2 separate regions of the Oryctolagus cuniculus genome follow, and region 2 is linked to region 1. Evidence: chromatin contacts called from public Hi-C data. All regions are on one chromosome and are shown on one strand. The core of a region is the stretch at or near the end of the contact, and the rest is flanking DNA. Distances in the headings are between cores, read along the strand shown.

The links. Hi-C and Micro-C count contacts between places; a contact is called where the count stands out from the background.
Region 2: a Hi-C map of skin fibroblasts shows a contact between it and region 1, with 4 times the contacts expected there. The contact joins the enhancer-like site here to the promoter of TNFAIP3 in region 1. A contact is called at or near these places in 6 of 6 Hi-C or Micro-C datasets (ear pinna, embryonic fibroblasts, liver and 3 more).

Annotation. Positions count from the first base shown.
Region 1 is chr5:30,969,223-30,975,401 of mOryCun1.1, reverse strand. It overlaps TNFAIP3 (TNF alpha induced protein 3), which reads left to right and starts at 3,405. Exons shown (of 9, transcript XM_017345389.3): 1 at 3,405-3,542.
Region 2 is chr5:31,153,456-31,159,208 of mOryCun1.1, reverse strand. No RefSeq gene overlaps it. Among named protein-coding and RNA genes, the nearest start is that of TNFAIP3, 180 kb to the right of the region's middle. Within about 2 kb of position 3,223, at least 3 of the 8 cell types and tissues checked have an H3K27ac peak or open chromatin away from gene starts, as enhancers often do.

The DNA.
Region 1 (6,179 bases), core at 2,156-4,655:
TTTGCCCAGCTGCTGTCTCTTTCCTCCTGACTCCCACTGCCATCCACAGCCCTCATGGATGTGAACCTCCAAAACCATGAACTGAAATAAATCTCTTATTCCTTCATAAATAGCTTTTCTCAGGAATCGCACTGGAATTCTGAAATGTTGAAAAATATGGAGGGCAGTCACATAACGTATATAGAACGTCCGATTTTAGCATGACCCATGATCATGGGCACCAGAAGCCTGTACACTCTGAGAAAGGCATTGCCACTGATTCTCGATTAAGAAGTTACTGAACTGCATCCAAGCTGAGCCCGATCCGTGTCCTAGTGATCCCACTTGCCTCTCTTGAATCAGGGTTCGCCTGATCCTCACTCTCTTGGGATGCACGTCCTGTTCCTTGTATGGTGTAAGCGGGCAAGGTGCAGGCACGGTCACATGGATACTGTTTAATCCCAAGAGGTCTCAGGGGCTCGTGTGTACAGTTCATGGCATAGGAATGCTGGCAGTGCCGTGAAAACGGTACACCACTCAGGAGCTCTCCAAACACTCTAACTGGAATTCGCCTTTCCTCTGAAGAGCACATTTTCTCCTACGTGCTCACAAGATATTAACAAATATCCCTTCCTCTTAACAGACCTCTGTCTATATTGACATGGTCTACAGCAAGAAATTAAATCCCTTTCAAGCCTTGTGGGTCTTTTAGATCTCTTTGGTTCTGATTAAATCAATTCATTGTTATATCCCCTTTTGCAGAAGGAATCATTTCCACATTCTTCCCTTATATTCTCTCTTCCCTGTTTTTCACCACTGAGAAAATTCGTATTGGTCTTGTCCATGTGTTTAGAAAGGGTGGGGCCAGCGCTGTGGTGTAGTGGGTTAATCCCATATGGGCACCAGTTCGAGTCCAGGCTGCTCCACTTCTGATCCAGTTCCCTGCTAATGCGCCTGGGAAGGCGGCGGAGGATGGCCCTTCGGCCCCTGCACCCACATGGGAGACCCAGAAGAAGCTCCTGGCTCTGGCTTCCATCTGACCTAACTCTGGCCATTGCAGTCATTTGAGGAGTGAACCAGAGTACGGAAGATATCTTTCTCTCTCGGTCTCTCTCTGTCTGTCTGTCTCTCTCTCTTTGTAACTCTGCTTATTCAAATAATAAAATAACCTTTTTAAAAAAATAGAAAGGGAAAAGTTAAGTGGACCCACCAAACAGAGCCCTGCTCTGGGAAGTGGAAAGAACAGCTAAGACATAGGCAGGGCAGGACTACGCACACATCCTTGTCTTTCCAGAGATCATCTCTCACCCTGTCTCGGGCACAGCCCATGGGAATCCATTAGCTCAGCAGTAGAGCTGTGAAAAATGGAGAACAAGACGAGGGTTGAGGACCACTCCTGCCTCTGACAGCTCCAGCATCGTCTCTTATCCTGGCAGACAAGATGGCACACAGGCACGCTGGGACAATCGGAAGTGGCAGGTATGAACATGGCCTTTCGGGCTTGTTATTCCTTATGACATTCCTAAATCATCAAACCAGGGAGCAAGATGTGAACCAGAAAGCGGTTAATTGAAGCTGCAGAAGGAAGACAGGGGTTGGGGCCAGGCAGAGATAAGACAGAACAGGCACATTCTATTTACAAGGGAGTGCCAGGGGAGAGTGCTCTGAGGACTAAAGTTCTGTGAAGCATGTTGTTTTACACTTATCATTTTTTTTAATCATTGCAGCAAGTCCAGGAGGTTTCCTGAGGATGCATTCAAGGCCCTCCTGCCCTCAAGCCCCCTTTCTGCCCAGGGCCCATGTTTGCCTGCGTGGTGTGTTTGTGAAGCTGGGGGCCAGAATACCGACAGGGCCCCTGAGACTCTAGAGAGTGGTCTCGAGTCAGGATTTACCAGTCTGCCCTTGGCTAAGAAGGACCTAGTTCCAGCGGCGACTCTGCCACTTAACCCCTTGCGCAGAGTCCAAATGGCCTCAGTATCTTCAGTTTCATATAAAAGTAGCAGGTGCATATTCAGTAAATGTCATTTTACACATGTCATTTGGCGACTCTTAGCTGAGTGTTGGTAGCTGAAGACATTTGTGAATGAGGACTAAATGATCCCAGGAGATGTGGAGTTGGGAGAAATTCTAGCCATCAGTTTGAAAAGACTAGAACTAGGGGCGATGTGCGACCCAGTGGCTAAGCCACACTAGGATGCCCACACCCTGCATCCGAGGGTCTGGCTCCAGTTCTGACTCCTCTGCTTTCCATCCAGCTTCCTGCTCATGCACACTGTGACAGGCAGCAGGTGTAGCTCAAGTGCGTGGAACCCTGCCACCCACACGGGAAGCATGGATTGAGTTCAGGGGTTCAGGCTTCAGCCTGGCGCAGTCCTGGCTATTGAAAGCATTTAAGGAATGGACCAGCAGAAGGAAATGCACTCTCGCTCTCTTTCTCTCTGGGTCTAGTTTAGCCATTGCAGGAACTGAACCAAGGGGCACTGGGGGCACCCCAACTCCCCAGCCCTCACCCACCTGCCACGGCCCAGGCACCTCCAATGGCCCAGGAGGCGCACCTAACTTCCAGGTGACGCAGGGTGCCAGGGAAACCTGCAGGGCCGCGGTTACATGGGAATAGCGGGAGGCGGCCGGGAGGAATAGCAAGGACGCTTGGCCGTAGACCTTGGGGTAAGTAATTGTCAGGACGTCTAGGAGCGCACCGAATAAAGCCAGGGCGAGAACGCCCGTGGGCGCAGGTGATTTCTGAACGGAAGTGCTCTTTGAATGCCGGGGCCTAGCGAGGGCGGGGTCAGGGGCTTGTCTGACTCAGTTTACCCAAGACCGGCCTTGCTCCCCCCACCCCCGCCTCCAACGCGCCGCCAGGACGATCCAGAGGGCTCGGGGGTCAAGGGCAGGGCCTGCTTCTTTTTCTTGAAATTCCCGCCCGGGCTCTGGCCAGGACTCTCCCCTCGCAGCTCATCACGTGCGCAGCCCGAACTGTGCAAACCCAGCCCGGGGCCCGGGTGGTTTTTCGGGTTTTCTTGCTTTCTTATTTCCCTTCGTCTTCTCCACAGTGGATGATTTTCTGCAGAAAAACGGCTGCGAAAAAAAAAAAAGAACCGATTTCATTTCCAGTTCCCATCACCGCGATTTCCACATGGATGTGACGTCGCATCCCCGCTTCCGAAATGCCCAGGTGACTCACGCGGGGACACCCCGCGGGGCGGGGCGCAGGAGTTTCTGAGCCACGCCGGGGCGGGGCGGGGCCAGGCCGCCGGGGGCGGAGCGTCCGGGCGGAGCGTCCGGGCGGGGCGGGGCGGGAGCGGCGCGCGCCGCGGGCCTCCAGCGAGCGCCGCGTCCCCTGCCCCCTGGCGGCCGGCGCCGGCTCGGCCAGGCGGGCGGCGTCACGTGACTGGAAAGTCCCCGCGGAAATCCCCCCGGCTGTCGCGGTACAACTGAAAGGGTAGAAAGGAAACTGCGCAGTCTGCAGCCCTCGCAGCCGAGCGCCAGGACTTTGGAGTGCGCGGGGGCGGAGCGGCGAGCGCGGCCGCCAGAAGACATCACACACACCCCCACCCCGGCCGGTGAGCGAGCCCTAGCCCCGGCGTCCATGGGACGCCGCCTCGTGCCGACCCCCGCCCCGACCGCCACCTGCGGCGCGCGCCTGCGGTGACCGGCGCTTTGGGGAACTTGGGACTGACTCTGGGAGAGGATCGCGCCGCCCGGAGAGGTAACCCCCGCGCGCTGTGCACGGGCTCTCTGGGGCTGCGGGTGCGAGTCGGCCCGCCTCCCTGGCCTTGGCTCTTGCAGCGTCCCCCGGAGAGGAGTCTGTGGCTCTTGTGTACCCGTGCTGAGTTTTGGAGTGTTGGGCGCTGCGGTCGCCGCGCCAGATGTTGGGGTGACAGCCGGCTCTTGCTTTCCAGTAGTGCAGAGAACCTGAGCTGCAGGTGCCTGGCGCCCCTTGCTCGGGTGGTCGTTGATGCTTCGCCCGTTTCTTTGCCTCTTTTTTAGGGGAGAGGTGGAGGGGGTGGAATCAGGCACTGCATGTTCTCGGCCACGTAGGCTTTTGCAGAAGCTGTGCGGCTTCCTAGATTTTGCAAAACCAGCCAGTGGCGGTGGGATTGTCCAAGGGGCCAGCGCTCTCCCCCCGCCCCGGGGACAGCGTCCGGGCGCTCAGTGGGCTTTGCATCGGGGTGGGCTCGCGGCACGGGGTCCCGCTTTTCGGCTGCAGCGATGGAAGAGAAGTGTGCATGGAGAAGTGGCTGGCCGGCTTGCTTTCGGGAGTGGGGAGCGGGATGCACTCCGGGAGCGCCGTGCAGGTCCCCGCCGCACCACACTCGGTCTCTCTCTGTACAGCCTGGGTCGTCTCACATCCTGCCACCTGGCTTCTCAGGAAAGCAGTGGTATTAAGTAAAGAAGGAGCTCAGCTCTTTCGGAGCTGGCTTTGTTTGGAGTTCCCTCTGCTGAGCCTTCCTTGGAAAGCTGGTCTGCTCAGGTGTCACCGGGCGGCTTTTGGGGGGAAGCATGTTAATGAGAGCCTTCCGGACCCTAAACCTGCAACACCGGCTTGCTCAGCGGCCAGCCAGACAGACAGCCGTGTTGCTTTGACGTCTTGGAGATTCTTTGTACAATTTTTGACTTGTTGGAGCAGTGCCTCTCAACGGTGGAAGTATTTGTTGGTAAATCATTCATAAGTATCCGTATCGCAGACAAAAATGTTTGTCCAAAGACTTCGAGTGAGGAATGAGTGCAGTGAGTTCAAGAAGAATCTCATTGATCCTAGTGACCAAAAATAACGGGAGGGGAGGGATGATCTTTAAGTAAGACTCTGGGGTAACAGATGTAGGAATTACATGGGAAAGGTATTACTACATTTTTTTTGGCATGGAAGAGCATTATAAATGTATCAGATGAATGTATATTTTAATCTTAAATGTGGAGAAGCCCCAGAACTGGAAACTTGGGCAGTAGGTTTCTCTTTAAAGGAGTCAGACTTGGAGGCTGTGCACACCTGAATCCGTGAAGGAGGCCACGCTGGTTATGAAATACTGTCTTTACGTGTCTTGCATATGGTTTACAGCTCTCACTGGTTTAGATCCGTGCTGAATGATCCCAAGATCCAGACAACAGGAGAGTGAGAAAGGCAAAACAAGGCAGCCCCTCATTTGTTAGAACTCTCCCTACTGCCTGTCTGTGTTCATCCAGGAGTGCCAGGCCCTGTGGCCACAGGTGTGCTGCTGTGGGCATGGAGGGTGCAGGTGTCGGGAGACCCGGCTTCCAAGGCAGGACTCTTCCGGCATGGCTGTGGGGCCTGTGCAGGGCCTGTGACACTGTTGCCTTGGCTGCAGACCGAGGTGGTTGTATGAATTCAGAGAGGGGAGTAGAGCCTACTCCCCTTCTTGGCTTTTAGCTCCAGCCTCACCGTGGCGTTGGCCTTCAGTGGGTGACCAGACAGCCTTGTTGGCTGGGTTCATGGGTGGATGCATGGATGGATGGAAGAGCGGCATTGTGAAAGAGACCATGCTATGCCTCGAAGGAGACATGTGTGTCGTATTTCTGTCCCTTCCTTGTGTCTGCAGTCCCGTGGTGATTTTGCCCAATCCATCTGCTGGGAATGTTGGCTATCACAGAAGAGAGCACCATGCCACCCAGAGAGGGACTTCTCCCAGACCCCACCCAGCAGTCAGGAGAAGAATCCCAGTCCAGAATGACCACCAGAAAGCTCCTTGACAGCAGTCGGGCACCGTCTGCTTCCCACCCACCCTCCTTCTAGTGGGCCACAAGAATTCAGGCTGTCGGTGGCTTCCCCAAAATCTGGGTTTCTTCTCCCTTACACAAAGGTTTAGCATCTTCCTCAAGGGGAAAGTTGCCCTGACAAACCGTATGATGCAGGAGTGGGATTGACAACTGTTAGGAAACTTCCCAGGGATTTTTTTTTTATGCTCTGAAATTGTCTGCATCTTCTTGGAAATTCACCCTTCCCCGGGACTAGTGATTGAGAGCTGGCTCTCTGCACAGCTCCACCCTGGAGAGGTCCCATGGTCACTCACATCCTTCCGTGCTGTTGGCATGGGTTATTGATGCCAGCCTTTGCCCTTACTCCTCTTTGTCCCGAGTGGCCACCTTGTTGAAAGTTTCTTCCTTGCATGCATCCAGATTTTCATTTCTTCCACCAAGTGATGACGCGTGAAGATTTTAGGGTGCGAGGCGGGCTGGAAATG
Region 2 (5,753 bases), core at 1,974-4,473, 180 kb before region 1:
TCCAGGCTCCTTTTGGCCCTTGAACCAAGCTCTCTGCCCTCTGTTTTGCCTTTGCCAAATGATAGTCTTGTAAGAGTTAACCTCCGCAGGAGTCTGACTCTCTGAGCTCCTGTTGCTCTGGGTCTAATGTAGAAAGTCAAGCTCTATTTCTAGCTCTCTGTAAGCCCACATTTTAGGTAATATTTCATAACAAATTTTGTTTTGCTGGTTTCTCATTTGCAACTCAGCTAACAACTCCTGCTTGGATTAGTGAAGGCTTGTAATACCATACACAACCCAGTAATTTTCCCACTAGGGCGGGAGTTTCCCAGGATTTTCTGCCAATGATTATTTTGTAATCTAACAACTTTTTTTAGCTTTCCATGCCTAGTATTATCATCCACCAAAACTATTTCTAAAGTTAACAAGGAAAATTCCGAGTAGAGACAAAGACATGGTCGTGCCATGGGTAAGGGTTTCGACAGTCTGTAGAACAATACCGTATTCACATTATAAACCCACCCAGGACTTGGACTTGAGATAGAGGGATGCTAATGGCAGCCTTGAGGGTTAGCTGTCAAAGTAGTTAGTGGAGAGAGAAGCTAGTCTCTTCCTTCCGATCTATCCAAAAAGCATTACGGAGAGAACAGGGTCAGCTAAGGAGTTGGAGTAAAGGAAAGGCAGGAGAAGTGAGAATTTTTCTTAGGCAGGAGGTCAAAGGACAACAACAGAGAAAACAGCTTCCCATATCTGTGGGTTCCACATCTTCAAATTCAATCACCTGCAGATAGAAAATATCTGGATCAAAACCCCCTGCCGTTGTATTGCCCTAGGAGCAGGCTTTTTCTTGTTGTTGCTTCCTAAACAATGCAGTCTAAACAACTATTTAGAGAGTGTGTACGTTGTTTCGAGGTTTGTAAGTAATCTAGAAGTAACTTAAAGTTTGCAAGAGGACATGTGTGGGTTATAATCAAATACCAACCATTTCATATAAGGGACTCAAGCATCCCTAGATCTTAGACACTGCAAGGGGTCCTGGAACCGTACTCCAAAGATACCAAGGGTTGGCTGGATTTGCTTCCTCAAGATGTATGTACCTAGGCCCCATGTTTTCCTCAGCCCCAGGTAGCCTCCCTGTTAGAACAGGGCCACATTGCTTCTTGGGTTTATCATATAAGAATCCTTGACCCAAAGTGTTGTACGTGGTTAAAGAAGCCCCCAGTAAGCAGACAGAGTGAAAGGATCAAACCTGACGAGCTCCTGAGGGTTTCTGGCAGGGCCCTGAAGTCTTACTCAACTTCGTTGCTTCTTTACCTCGTGTGCAGTAGACACCCATCACAAGCTGGGTCAGCCTAGCAGGTGGCTGTATCAACGAAAGCAGAGACGTGGCACTTGGAGTCTTGTAGAGGAAATAGTAATTAAGCAAATAACCACACAGCTATCACCAAATCATAAATACATGCTCTGAGATTACCCCCTCGGAAGGGGTTTCTGGTAGCCACAGGAGAAGAGGGAGCCACCCCATGAGAAAGGAATTACATCTCAGACCAAACAGCTGTTCACTTAGTCTCCTGATTGTGGCCATATAAGGCTGTGCATCCAGGCACAGAGCTCCTCTGATGGGACTGCGAGAAGTTGCTAAATTTTTCTGTCCATCCAAATGCTCGGTGCTGTCTTTTATAACTGTGGATATCTGCTTGGTCTTCGGGTGCTCAGGCCAAAAGCCTCGGTCATCTTGCTCTCTGCTCCTGCTGGCGTTTCTTAGTGACCTGTCTTTCAGTGTTGCTGACTCTGTCTTCGAATTATACACCGAATCCAGTCATTCCTCATGACCTTGCCTGGTGAACTGGGGCAAGCCCCTGCGATCCTGACCTGGCTGGCCCCGGTCCTCACTCCCTGTGCGCTATCCTCCACTTCACAGCTAGCATAGTTCTTTTAAAAGCCAGGAAGGAGAGAGAATTCGGTGCCATGGTTAAGTGGCAGCTTCGGATGCTCACATCCCTATCAGAGTGCCTGATTCAAGTCCAACCCAGCTTCCTGCTACCGCAGCAGGTGATGGCTCAAATACCTGGATCCCTACCACCCACATGGGAGACCCAGACTGAGTTCCAGGCATTGAGGAGTTGAAGCAGTGATTGAAAGAACTTCCTCCATCTTTCTCTCTGCCTTTTAAATAAAATGGATTTTTTTAATTTAGAAAGCTATGGCGGATCTCATTTCTTCCTTGTTTAAAACCTTGCAATGGGCACTACCAATCCCACCTCCTTTTCACTACCTCCCATCTGCATCCAGGACACTGGTTTGCTGCCTGTGCCTGGAATACTCCCTCTGCATACCCACACAGCTAATTCCTTCACCAGCTACAAGTATCCACTCCAATCCTACTTCTCAACAAAGCAGTCCCTGAACCTAAAGTTACAACAAACTCCTTCACCTATGTTCCCCACTTCTGTTCTTTGAAGCCTTTTCCCCATCACAGGCGTTATTTTTCCCAGTCTTGCTCTATATTGGGCTTCATTTGTTTATTTGCCCCCATTAGAATGCATGCTCCTAAGGGCAGAGATTTAAGCCAGCTTTGTTGATGGGTACATCTGAGCACCCAGTAGAGAACTCAGTATATATATATAATACACATGTACATATTATTTTATGTATTATACATGTATGTATATGTACATATATATATATTATATATGCAAGGAACTTCAAAAATTTGTGGAAAATGGAATTAAATGAGGTCATTTTGGGTGCAATAAACTTGCAATTCAACACATTTCCATGAACTTTTTGAAGATTGTGTGTGTGTGTGTGTGTGTGTGTGTGTGTGAATGCAGCTAGAACTATGGTTGTTCATTCCACTATTATGATGCCTTATAAATTAATAAATAAAGCTTATAATTACATAATGATGAGCACAATTAAACTGCATTGAATTGTGATCTGTAAAAATGATCACTTTTTCAGCATAAATATGTACTCATCAAGAAAATGAACAGGAATCCTTTAAAAATGGAAGTGCTCTGTCCTTGATGCTCAGTTTCCTTGAGTAATAAACAAACCCAAAGGAAGGTTCACAATGGAGCTGCATTTAGAATCAACAAGCTTCAAAGGGGCGGCGGGGGGGGGGGGGCACTGTGTAGTTCTGTTTCAAAGCTACCCTGCTCACGTGACACGTGGTAATCCCAGAGGCCGGGGAAGGAATGGGAGAGAGCTGAAAGATGAGAACAGCATGTTCTTTGGAATCTCTCTGATGGGCAGACAGTCTCTCCTTCTCCCAGACCATCCTAAAGGGGAAGTGCGTCGGGTTGGACAGTAATGGGAAGTGTGGGAATTCCCCTCTCCCTTTGGTCTACTTTACAGACAACTCCACTAGGGTTAGAGATCGGTCATTCCCATCCACGGGATCCTTCACTGGGATGCAAGGCTGCTTGGGGAACAGTTTTGGAGGACAGGTGAAGTGAACTTTAGTTCCCTCAAAATCATACATTTTTAAAGCCGATGAGTGAGATTGAAAAGCTGCCAAAGCTTAATCACTGCTGTTTCATAGCACTACCAATAGATGGCAGCACATGATCCATCTTCCCCTCTTGGCAGTTTCAACCCCACCATTGGGCTCTTCGGCCCTTTTGAAACTCTTCGGTCATCATACAGCAATTTGAGTGTATAATAAAATCGCGGATAGCCCTTCCTTCTCTATACTAAGCCTCTTGGTGATCTCAAGCTACAATCACCAAATCAACTGATACTATGACCTGGAAAAAATAGCCAGGAAACTAAAAACAAGACAAAATAAAATATAAATCATACAGTGAGTCTTGCAAGGGAGAACAAGTAGAAACCAGTTATGCTCAGAAGAGTTTTAAAAACAAGGAAAGCAATTTTTAAACATTTTTATTCAGGGACACTATGCCCAAACACCAAGAACTCGAACAAGGATGCTGTTGAGAGATACATTGTGATCTAACCACTGCAGCTCCTTCCAGTTCTGAACATCTCTGCTCTGTGGCTGGAGAAACTTCAGCAGATACATTTCTAAGGAAATAAAATTATTTTCCATAGATACTAGGCTGGTATCTATAAGTATTTACGGAACAGAAATAAATAAGCAAAACCTCCTTCACTTTAACCAAAATAGTAACAGAAAACAAACTGAAGTTTACTGGACTTGGTCCATTAGAACTGTTGCTTTCAAACTGCAGGTCACAATTAAGTTTGAAGGTCCAATTAGTTTGGAAATCAGCTTTGTAGGTCGTAGCAGGCATTATATCAAAGAATGGGATGGCAAAGGATAAGATAGGCTAGGACAGGATAGAGGAGAAATTGCATCTCAGTGTACAAGATCCAAAGGTAAAATTTCTTGCTTTGAGATATGACCAAAGTGAACATGCAGAATTCTGTTGTGGAGGGCTATGCCTACTTTCAACTTTGTATTTACTGCAGGCCAGTACCAATAGGCTCCCCCATCATTGCAAAGTCTAATTGAACAAAGAAAATTTTTGATGGGTATGAGTGATATCGAGCCACAAACTGAACTAAAGGTATCCTTAACCCCTGCTGTACAAATATGGAAAATTAGATTATTCATCATCATCATTTTGGTACTTCCAGATTTTCTAAGATAATCCCAGTTTCTGGAATTTTGCCCTGTTCTTCGATAAGCACACCCATACTCACAATGTCCTGTGTTCTAAATTGTGGTTTGGAAAAAATATATATCCCCAGTGCCTAGAGGAGCTGTTAAGGCAAATTAAATAAGTGAGCCATGAGTAGGAAAGGATTAAAATGTGGATCTTATAAGAAATGTATAAAAATTTTTAAAAGACAATAATATTTTTAAAGAATATATTAAAAAGATACTGTACTAGGAAGAAACCAGACATGCTATGGATTGAATTATGTCCCCCCACCCACCTCAAAAATTCATCTGTGGAAGCCCAGTGTGACTGAGTTTGGAGTCAGGGTCTGTAGGAGGTACCTGCAGTTGAATGAGGTCCCAATCCTGAAGCACTCGTGGCCTTGGAAGTGAAGGACATGCACTCTGCACTCCCCCACACCCCTCACTAAGAAGGCCCTGCAAGAAGGTGTTTTTTGGTTTGTTTGGTTTTTCTTTCTTTCTTTTTCTTCTTCTTCTTCTTCTTCTTTTTTTTTTTTTTTTTTTTTTTTTTTTTTTTTTTTTTTTTGGATATCCAGGGCTTTATTTTGTAATGCAGAGGCCATCCCAAGAAGGTTTTTGTTGGCAAGCCAGGTTCCTCACCAGGAATCACACTTATCTCTATAGATAAAGATAAATGTATCTGGGATCTTCATGTTCCCAGCATCTAGAACTGTGAGAAATAAATTGCTGTTGGTTAACCCACGCAGTCCGTGGCATTTTGCTGAGCTGACTGAGACAAGGTGCAAAGCCTGGAACTTCCTGGTCTCCCAGGCTGCAACCTCTCGCCCAGTTCTATTCCGGGCTGAATGAAGCCCAGTCCCATCAGGGGAAATACCTGAAGTCATTCAAGCGTCAGTCTTCACGAACACTTTCGAGTGCAAGGAAAACTTCGACAGGGTATTTATCCACTAAGCGCATACTTCAACGTGTATCCTTACAATGTATTGGACTGTAGGTAAAGTGGGCAGAACAACAGCCCCAGAGAGCCCATTTCCAGAAGAAGAGGCAGTCTGCAGCATTTCCACGTGAACGTTCCAACCACTTCCATACCCATGGGCTTGGAGCAGGACAGGTATCCAGCAAGGCCAAGGCCACATGGAATTCAGCCCTCACTTTCATC